2 separate regions of the Mus musculus genome follow, and region 2 is linked to region 1. The links are chromatin contacts, called in public Hi-C maps. All regions are on one chromosome and are shown on one strand. The core of a region is the stretch at or near the end of the contact, and the rest is flanking DNA. Distances in the headings are between cores, read along the strand shown. Region 1 holds the start of Gpx3 (glutathione peroxidase 3). Region 2 overlaps Anxa6 (annexin A6).

Region 1 (5,271 bases), core at 1,665-4,164:
CTCTCTCTCTCTGTCTCTGTCCCCCCTCAATGTCTCTGTCCTCTAGACAGGCTCTCACTGTATACAGGACTGTCCTGGAACTCTCTCCGCAGACCAGGTTGGCCTCATGCAGTAATTCTTCTGCTTCAGCCTCCTCCCAGGTGCTGGGATTACAGGTGTGAACCTTCACATCTAATCCAATTGTTTATGCCTCCCTCCTCCTCCTCCTCCTCCTCCTCCTCCTCCTCCTCCTCCTCCTCCTCCTCCTCCTCCTCCTCTTCAGACAGGCTCAGGCTGGTCTCGAGCATATGATCTCCTGCCATTTATGTGGTGCTGGAGCTGGGTCTCAGGGCTCAGTGGTGTGGGGCAAGCACTCTGCACACTGAGCTACATTCCCCCATTGTATCTTTCTTTTTCTTTTTCTTTCTTTCTTTCTTTCTTTCTTTCTTTTTTTTTTTTTTTTTTTTTTTTTTTTTGTAGACCAGGCTGGCCTCGAACTCAGAAATCCGCCTGCCTCTGCCTCCCAAGTGCTGGGATTAAAGGCATGTGCCACCATGCACTAAGTTACCCAGGCTGACCTTGAACTTGTCATCCTCCACACAGTGCCCCAAGTAATGGGGTCACAGGTTATGCCACCAGCTTTCAGGCTCATCTCTTTGCCTGGTTGAATTTAAGGAAGGCATTTTTGTTTTATATAAAGTTTTACTTTGTAGTTCAAGCTATTGGTTATTTGAGGGGAAGCTTCTTTGTTCCCCCGTTTTGTTTTTGTAAGAGGGTCTTGCAATGTATAGTAGAGCCTGACCTGGAGCTTGCTCCTCAGATTGGTCTTGAACTTGCCACCCACAATCTCAGCCTCCTTAGCCACCGCAGAATCCTTGGGACTCATGCCTCCTCTGTGTAGAATGCAAAAGCTTTCTTTCTTTCCTTTTTCCTCCCCCCCTCCCTTGTTTGTTTTGAAACAGGGTTTTTCTGTGTAGCTGTGGCTGTCCCTGAACTTGTTTTGTAGACCAGGCTGGCCTTGAACTCACAGAGATGTACTTACTTTTTCCTCTGTCTCCCAAGCGCTGGGATTAAAGGCTGTGCCACTACATCCAAGCAGCAGTTTGCTTTCTTATACACATGAAGACCACCCATAGTGGCCTGGATTCTTCCACATCAATTATCAATCAAGAAAATGCTCCCACAGGCCAGTCTGATAGAGGCAATCCTCAACTGTGGCTCCTTCTTCCCAGATGACTCCAGTTTGTGTCAAATTGACAAAACCAAACCAAACCAAACCAAAACCAATGCAACCAAGCACTGCTCATGGACACAGTCATTCAAAACCCAAAGCCTGAGTATTGTGAGTGGGTCACTCCCAGAGGATACAGAAAAAAAGGGCAACAGAACAACATGGACCAGAGACTGTCTTCTGGTAGGTTATCTGCCACAAATTTACTGCAGGAATTTTCATAAAGGACTGCAAGGTTGCTAGGCCTCAGGAACTTAAGGTTTTAGAATAGTGATATCAATTAAAAACCTACTGTGTCAGCTAGTCACATGCCTCCATGGTATAAGGGCTTCCTGGTCTCCAGGTTCTTTCTACTTCAACACAATGAGTTTATCCATTTATTTATTATTGTTGTGCTGGAGGTTAGAAGTCAACTCTCAGAAACCAGTTCGTTCCTTCCTTGCACCCTTGGTTCTGGAGATTAAACTCAAGTCATCAGTTGCAAGCCCTTTTATTACACAGCCTTGTGAGGGCTTTTACCTGCTGAGCCATCTCACCAGCCCCACCATAGAGCCAGGCCTTATGAGTGCAGAAAATTTCAAATTCCACGGGTCACATTAACTCCCTGAATCATAGTAAAAGCATGGTACTTCGAGGCATCTCTGAGTCAGGAACTTTTCAGAAGGCCACCTAATCTAGGACTCACACAACCAAGACTGGGGTCAGGGGCCTTCGAATCCCTTCTGCAATGAGTCTGAAGGCAGAGGCTCAACACAGTGGTTCTGATGTGCAGCCCAAGACTGTCCTAACAGCTCTCCAGCCCACTGTGGTAGCAAGGCAGGATGCACCAAACCTCTATTGCAGACCGGATTAAGCCTGGAAGCTCTCAATCTAGAGATGCCTGGCCTGACCTTATATGAAAGCACAAACAAATCTGATGATTTAATGATTGATTCAACAAATATTTAAACACCTGTTGTGTACACTCAAGAGACTCCTGGACTAGGCCTACTGCTTAGAAGCAAATCACATAGTCAGAGCCTGGGAGACCTTAGAGCTCATTAACCAATCCCATCATTATAGTAGAGGAAACTGAGGCTCAGAGAAGGGAAATAATGAGTTTAAGACCACAGAGATAGACACATAATTTTTATGTGCTAATTTAAAAAAAAGGTGGTGGTGGTGTATTTTCTGGTTCCTACTCTCCTGAGCTGTCACCCACAACCTAACCGAGAAGGCTGAATTTAAAATCACGTTCACAGATCCCTCTAGCTTGCTGATGCTGGGGATTGAATAAACCTATGGCCTCATGCGAGCTGGTCAAGTGCTGTACCACTAAGCTACATTCCCAGTTGGCGCAGGGTCTCAGTCTGTAGCTAAGGCTGCAGATTGCACTGAACCTACGCAATCCTCCTGTTTCAGCTTTTTGGATTCTGCGATTACAGGCGTGAGTCTCTACACCTGGCTCACACAGTGCTTATTATTTGCACTAACGGGTTCTATGTTAAGTCCTCGGGGCCCTAGGTTTTCAGAGCTTGGGGAAAAAAGCTGTGTCCTGGGTGTTGTCTAGAACCTTGGCCGCGCCCATCTCCTGTTCTTCCCAGGCAGCCGGGCCCCCTTCTCTTCCTCCTAGGCTTGTGTCACCGTCGCCCCGGTCTGGGGAGAGGAGGAAAAAGGGGCGGGTATGTCTTGCCCTTTAAATCTTAACCGCGTTGCCATTGGCTAGGAAGCCCCCGCCTGGCTGCGGATTGGCCACAGTGGATGGCTTGAAATGTGGCTGAGCGCTTCGGACACCTCAGACGGACGGTGGCCACCCCAAGACGCGCCCCAGCCCGCCATGGCCCGGATCCTCCGGGCATCCTGCCTTCTGTCCCTGCTCCTGGCCGGGTTTGTTCCGCCGGGCCGGGGACAAGAGAAGTCTAAGGTGAGTGAACCTCCGGAGCTCAAGAAGAGTCCATGGCACCCAGGTGTCCACTGCGCGACTGGGAGAGCCACTGCTTCCCCAGAGGCACCGAGAGCCTCACTTGTAACCCTCGGTCTCTGCGCTCTTCCAACACAGACCCGCGTGCTTCAGAGGGCAGTACTAACCCAGGAGGGCAGTCTTTCCCGAGTTTATACATTTTCTTCCACTGTCATCTTGGGGTCGCTGGTGGCCACAATCCTGAAAAAAAATTGCCGGGGAAGAGGGTGGGCCGATGGTTTCTTCACTCATCCCAGGGCGCTGGAGGCAGAGATCTGTGACAGGAAGAATTTTTATTTGGGGGCGCATCCCTTTCTGGGCCTCAGTTTCTCCATCAGCAGGGCGTAGCTGGAGAGGATGGCTGGAAGGCTATGGAACCCTGCAGTTGCTTTCCCTATTCACAGTTCACTGGCCTGCCATGCATGGAGCAGACACTGTAGCTAGAGAAGCCAACCCAGGCCAGGAAGTCTTCTGGAGCTTCATCTCTCCTAGTCTAGCTGTGGTACCCTGAACTGGAATAGAAATGGCGAGCCTGAGGGCAGATGCCCCGGCATGCTTATCTTCTTGGTCAGGCCTGTGCTGGGTGGGCTCTGTAGGCCTCTCCTCTTCCCTAGGGTGAGAATGCAGAAAGCATGAACCCAAAGAAAGAGACTGTGGTCCCCAACTTCACACACACCATGCACACCATGCACCCCTGCACACTTGCATGCGTGGGCACAAAACTGGGTAGGCTCTAGCTTTGAGTTTCTAAAATCCTCAGGGTCTTCCTTCTAAGATCTTGTATGTCCGAGAGAGAGAGAGAGAGAGAGAGAGAGAGAGAGAGATTGATTAGGGGGTGTGGTGTGGAGATGGGGTGGGGGTGGACGGGGGCACTAGCCCTGTGCCTTTAGTGTGGGAACTGCTTGGGTTGGGGGTTGAATCCTGTCCTGAGGAGGCTGCAGGAAAGCACACTGGCCTTGTGCTGTCCATAGAATGAAGGAGAGATGGGTGAGTTCAGAGGGAAGAGAGAGAGCAGTCTAGAAAAGTCTTAGGGTGTGGTGTTATCTTATCTCATAACTAGCTGAAGCTTCTGGCTCCTCACAGCCCAGGCATGCCCATCTGAGCTCCCAGGTCCTTGGAGTTAACACATTACAGCTCTGGCTTCTGGGATTCAACTGCTTGCCTGGATCCAACTTCAGAACAAGGGAACAGGGAGGGGACGTGTGCAGACCCAGTGTGATAAAGCCACTGAAAGATGTCCTCTACACTCAAAGGGAGGGGCAAGGACAGGGAAAGCCTCTGTCTGGTCCAGGTTACAGCTGCAGAAGGCTTTGCATAGCTGTGGACTACCAGCTGCTGACGTGGCATCCTAGTAACCACTGGTTTCTAGGTGACTGACTGCACAAGGCAGAGAGCATCATGGGAGCACAGGCTGACGTCAAGGCTGAAAGGCCTTAAGTGGACCTGAATCCCACTCCATCTTACAGTTGACAGGCTGGAATCCTGAGAAGGGGGAGGGATGGTCACACACTGCCAGAGGCCCAGCTGGGTCCAGCTGCCATCTCCAACCTCTCAGACCTGTCATGCTCCCAACATCTCACCAATGGGTGTAGGAAGATGGAATAGGGAAGACATGGACCAGTAGTAGCCCTAGGCATCCAGGAAGCTTAGCTCAGTGTATTCCCCCCCAGCCCCACCCCTTTTGTTCCTCGTTCCCTTTCAGTACTCTTCTCTGGCCTCCCTGGTGGAGGAATAGGGCTATGGGATTCTATGAACCCAGAGGAAGGAAGCTGGGGGTGGGGGTGGGGTTGGGGACTCAATTGGTGAGTATAATCTATGGCTCATTTATCAAGACCACCCTCCGACCTATGCTAGCCTGGGCCCCCAGCATGAGCCCTATTCTCCTCCCATAGAAAGCATGGCAGTTGCCATTATTCATTTCTTAGGGCAGCTAGCACACAATTAAGGCCTCTCTGTACTATGACCCTTCCAGGCCTTTGGCCCTTGCTGCAGGTAATCTCCATGTCCTGCTGGCCCAAGCCTGTTTTCATCTGTCAGTAGTTTCTCAAAGTCATTTTGAGTGTTGGGATGACAATTCGATGAGTAAAATCATTGTTATGGAAGCAAGAGGATCTGAGTTCAA
Region 2 (5,271 bases), core at 1,916-4,415, 81 kb after region 1:
CGTGAGGGGCTGGGTGGTGGTAGCACATGTCTTTAATCCCAGCACTTAAGAGGCAGAGGCAGTTTGAGGCCAGCCTGGTTTACAGAGTGAGTTACACAGAGAAACCCTGTCTCAAGAAACCAAAAACCAAGAAACCCAAAACACACAAACAAACAAATAAACCTACCTCAGAGATGAAAAAAAAAAACAACAAAAAAAAAAAAAACCAGGGGCTCACGAGAGGTGGCTAAGCAGTTACGAGCACTGGATGCTCTTGCAGAGGACCCAGGTTCGGTTCCCAGCACCCACATGGCAACTCACAACTGTCTGTAACTCCAGTTCCAGGGGATCTGCTACCTTCTTCGGAACTCTGTGAGTACCCGGCATGCACCAGACATTCATGTAGGCAAACACGCACATACATAAAATAACAGAGATATTTTCATAGCCAAGCCAATGAGGTAGGTCTCCCTTCATTCAACATGAGCAGGTGATCCCAGAGCCCACTGAGCAGCCCCTTTCCTACCTCAATGGCTTGGTGTAGAGACTTGTCATATTTCTCAATGAATTCCCTCCGGATGTTGAGCAGATCTATCTCACTCCGAGACACCATCACCCTGGTGAGGGTCTTCTCATCTGTGCCAGCACCCTGGTGGAGCCAAGGAGAGATACATGGAGCAGGAAGGGAGGGCAGAGCTAGGTCATGCTATGGCAGATGTCCACCTGCCTGTCCCTTCTGCCTTCCCAGACCAGACGGCCACTCCTTACTGTCTTCCACAGACAGTGCCAACCAAACTCCCTCGTGTGGAGGACTGGGCAGACATAAGCACAGATGACCTGTGTGGGCTGAGCAGGCCCTGCTAAAACTCATATCCAGCTGGCACCTCAGAATGTAACCTTAGAACAGAGTTTTTGCCTTGTGGTTTAGATGATGTAGCCTCCCCCCAATTTAATTCATGCATTGAAGGCTTGGTCCCTCCCCGGTGCAGTGTTCAGAGCTAGAGATTTGGGGAAGCAGATCTTAAGGTTTCTGACTTCTTCGATGGGCCAGTGCATTGATGAATATACAATCTGATGGCATTGCTAGGAAGTGGCGAAGGTGAAGGCCTAGCTGGAGGAAGTGAGGTGGGGTGTCAGTGGATGTACTCCGTGCCTTGTCCCTTCTTCCCTCTCTGCTCCAGGCTGTCTGGAAGGAAGTAGCATGCTCTGCCACGCCCGCCCTGCCACGACATTCTGCATCACCACAGGCTCAAGAAACAGATCAGGAGGCCGTGGACCGAAGGCTCCGAAACTATGAGCCCACATCCTTTCTTTCCTCTTTTAGGTTGATTTTTTTTTCCCATCCCAGATATTGTACCAAAGAGATGGAAAGTTAATTATTGCACCATTGTAATGTGTTAAAATGAAGTCATGTTAGATTAGGGCCCTAAACCCATCGGGTGGCTCTAAGGAGTGCAAGGGACAGAGGCACACATGTGAACATAAAGACAGAGGATGGGGGGCTGGTGAGGTGGCTCAGCTGTTAAGAGTACTGTCTGCTCTTCCAGAGGTCCTGAGTTCAATTCCCGGCAACCACATGGTGGCTCAGAACCATCTATAGGGGAAACTGATGCCCTCTTCAGGCAGGCAGTTGCAAATGCAGCAGAATACGCATACATTAAAAAAAAAAAAAAAAAGACAGAGGCTGGAGTGATGCAGCCAAACTGAAGACACACAAGGGGTTTCTGGCAGCTTCCGGGAGGCAGGAGAGGGGTAGCAGGAGAGGGATGGGAAGGAGCCAACCTTACCAATGCCTCGATTTTAGAACCATGAGAGATTACGTTTATGTCATTCAGTTTGTGGGAACTTGTTATACAAGTCCCAAAATACTAACACAGGATCTGGAATATGTGAGCACTAGGGCCCTCTCTCCTCTCCCTCCAGCTCTGTCACTTTCTACCTGTACACAGCATCTTGGGTACCAACAGCAATATTCTCTTAAGTTTTGGCAACTAGAAATCAATCATGATAGATATCCTGGGGATGGGGTGGGGGAGTGGGCATTAAAACACCCTTGACTGAGAAAGAAGACTACGTTTGGTCCAGAAGCAGGATGCTGATAAACAAGGTGGGGTAAAGAGCAGTCGGATGTCTCGTCTGGGGGAGGGTGCACATCTGTGCCTGTAGGTTTGGGAAAGGCAGTGCTGAGAAGCAGGTCAGGCGCCGTACCTTCATGGACTTGTACAGTTTATCAGCAAAGAAGAGAGGCTTGTTCTTGACACTCTGAACTGTAGGGGAGAAGAGAGAGAGGCAGGGCATCTGGTCAGAGGCTGTGTGCTCAGACCCTGGGCAGGGCTTTCTGTACTACAGCCACCAACCTTCCAACATACTTACTGCTACCAGCCTACTGGGTGGCTGCGGGTCACTGCTAACCGTCTGTCTTGGCAGTGCCACTTTACGACCCCCTCCACAAAGCTCCTTCCTTTTCTCCTCCCTCTGTCCACCTCTCTTTCTGTCTGAGAGCTGAATCTCTCCCGCGGTAAAGGAGCTTGTGGCTGACTGAGGTCAGCAGAATATTTAACTGGGGTTTAAGTCCTAAGGGATGCTGGATACAGGGCTGTCAATTTTGAGGGCATTCAGAGCGCAGGAGAAGATGGTTAAAGACTGAACTTTAGGGTCTAGAGAGATAGCTCAGTGGGTAAGAGCACTTATTGCTCTTCCAGAGGACCCAAGTTGGATTCCCAGCACTTGCTTTGGGCTGCTTACAACTGCCTATAGCTCTCTCTCTCTCTCTCTCTCTCTCTCTCTCTCTCTCTCTCACACACACACACACACACACACACACAAACAAAAAACCAGATTCTACTGTAGAGATTCAGATTCTAGAGACATTCTGAGCGGGGTGTGGTGTGTGTGAGTATGTAACAACTTCTGTGCCACTTGAGGACTGAGTAGAAAAGCCAGTGTTCATGTCCCACTACCGATATGCAGAAGCTGACACAGGTTCTGTGTTCTGCCCAGGGCATTTAGCATTCAAGTGACAGTTCCTGCTCAGCTCCTCTGCTTCCAATCACAATGCCTCACTGTAGGTGGTGAAGAGCTATTGTAAGCAACCCCTCCATTTATCTAATCTAAAACACTGTTCCTCCACGTTTTTTTTAGAATTCCTGAGATTCAAGATGCATTTTGCAGTTGATAGAGAATCTGAAAGCCTTCTATCGCCACCTGCTGGTAAGATCAGGTATCGACACGATGCAACAATATGCTTGTATGTATCCATATCTACACAGGGAGAAATGAGATCCAAAAGGGAAAGAGACCTTCTCAAACTCGAGACCTCCAGGCCACGAGGTAGCTTAGCAGGCTAAGGTCATTGACCTAAGAACCTAAGTTCAATTCCCAAGATCCACAGAGTAGAGAGAACCAACTCTCTAAAGTTTTCTGACTTCCACACACATGATATGGTGTGTGCATACCTGTACACATGTATTTATGTGTACACATACAACATAAATAATACAATGTAACAAAAAAATTAAAAAGCAAGAAGCTCAGAGACGAGGTCTCTGGGCTAAGGAGATAGCTCAGTGGCAGGCTGTGGTATGAGAGAATATGCCTAAGGCATGTCTAGTGTATACATGCAGGGTGTACCCTGTGAATGAACGCATCTTGCATGCTATGTATACGTGTCCTATGAGTCACATGTGTGCATATACAGTATGTCTCATGTGTGGTATATATGTACACAAACATACTCCAGTCCTGTGCAGCATTGCCCTTCTCTATGTCCTGGTCCTAACCCTGGGATGTTCAACCTGCCTCCATAGCCTTGAAGATGTCCTCAGGTTGTCCCCCCACAATCATGCCTTGGCGGGGGAGGTGATCTGAGGTAGTATTTAGCTCCCAGTATCAGCAGCAGAAGATGATGCTAAAGCCACATTCCTTTAGGGAAACTGCCCACATTCCCAGCAGTGCCCCAGTCCCTCCCCCGGGTGCCCGGTAATTACCGATGGCCACAAATGCGTCCTTGACATCCCCAGACATCTCCTTCTTGATGACATGCTCTATGTCATAGTTGGTCTTCTTGATGAACTCCTGGAAGACTGGTCAAGAGAATTGAGGGAGAGATGAACTCCACTGGGGAGGGTCACCTGACCTACCCCGTGAACCAGCCACAGTACATGCTGGGCACTGGGTAGGGCTCAGGTGACAGGCAGATTCTGGCCTTAGGGCTACTATAAGACTTGGAGCCGAGTAGGCCACACCAGTGCCTTTAAGTCTGGCCAGTAGCTCTAGCCCTTGGCAAGCTCTATTACCCCAGGCTGATGTGTAAAAGGAAATGCCCAGACCACCAGGGGGGCCTTGCTCTCTGGGTTCCCTCTTATTCCCTGACAGGATTGGATGGAACTTACTATATAATAATCAAAGTGACACCCAGTAGCCCCTTATGCCCTGCACAGACCGAGTACTTTATGTTTATTGTGAGTTTTGTATCCTAGCAACCATGTGAGGTACAACTAAAACCCCAATCCTTAGATAAGGGGATCAAGGCAGAAAGTCAGTCACCTGCTTAGCCACACAGCTGATAGGTAGGGGACTGGAATCGAGGCAATCCAGGGTTAAGCACAAAGCAGCCACGTGTTGAAAAGGACCGAGCAGGTACATGTGAGGCTACAAAGTCTCAGTGGGAAGGGACTTCAGGACTGGCACTGTACACCTCTGTGATGGGCTGGCCTACACCACCTCACCCCTCTCTGCTTTGTCCTGATGGATCATGGCAGCACACCTCAGAATCCTTAACCCTGCATGCTGATGAGGTGAAGCTAGCTAGCGATTCCTTATCCTAGGTGTGCCATCTGCCTTGCTAAGGAAGGGAAGGGAGCTGGCTGAGGAGAGGCCAGAGCTCTGGAGTCCCCCAACCCTCCACTACTGGAGTGAAGAGAAGGAATTAGGCACTTGGCTGGTCTGCTCTGCACAGAAGGTTGTAAGGCTCGGGTCATATTTGGGGCTCCCACTGCCACACTGGAAGGGGTAGAGGGTTCAACAGACTCACCTCTGCGCAGGTGGGGATAGCTACGGGTGCACAGGACGGTCATGAAGCGTGTCTCCAAGGAAGTTTTGTCTCCGCTGGGGGTGTCTGCTATTTCCTGCAGAGCCCGGTTGGGGCAAGGGTTTAGGGAAAGCCACGGGAAAGCCACAGTTAGCACCTACTGTCTCTGCTAAGGCTCAGGTTGCGGTGGGATCAATCACCCAAGGGCATTGAGGTTGGCCCCTTCTCCCCTCGGCCTGAGTACAGTGGTCATCCCATTTCCC

Evidence for each region. A called contact is a pair of places that touch in the nucleus more often than the background predicts.
Region 2: a contact with region 1 is called in a Hi-C map of bone marrow-derived macrophages, with 38 read pairs. The contact joins the enhancer-like site here to the promoter of Gpx3 in region 1. A contact is called at or near these places in 13 of 39 promoter capture datasets (embryonic stem cells, frontonasal cranial neural crest, hematopoietic stem and progenitor cells and 6 more), 1 of 15 datasets of contacts at CTCF or cohesin (embryonic stem cells), 6 of 484 Hi-C or Micro-C datasets (the CH12 cell line, bone marrow-derived macrophages and embryonic stem cells), 7 of 115 datasets of contacts at active chromatin or transcription factors (the 230-238 cell line, the HPC-7 cell line, double positive thymocytes and 2 more) and 4 of 9 other capture datasets (adipose tissue, liver, macrophages and 1 more).

What each region holds. Positions count from the first base shown.
Region 1 is chr11:54,899,940-54,905,210 of GRCm38.p6, forward strand. Gpx3 (glutathione peroxidase 3) reads left to right here and starts at 2,915. Exons shown (of 5, transcript NM_008161.4): 1 at 2,915-3,113. The coding sequence starts at 3,027.
Region 2 is chr11:54,981,111-54,986,381 of GRCm38.p6, forward strand. It overlaps Anxa6 (annexin A6), which reads right to left. Exons shown (of 26, transcript NM_013472.5): 22 at 5,012-5,105; 23 at 3,966-4,061; 24 at 2,188-2,246; 25 at 506-628. Among named protein-coding and RNA genes, the nearest start is that of Tnip1, 21 kb to the left of the region's middle. Within about 2 kb of position 3,166, at least 14 of the 459 cell types and tissues checked have an H3K27ac peak or open chromatin away from gene starts, as enhancers often do. A contact at or near this core is called in bone marrow-derived macrophages, where this site is marked.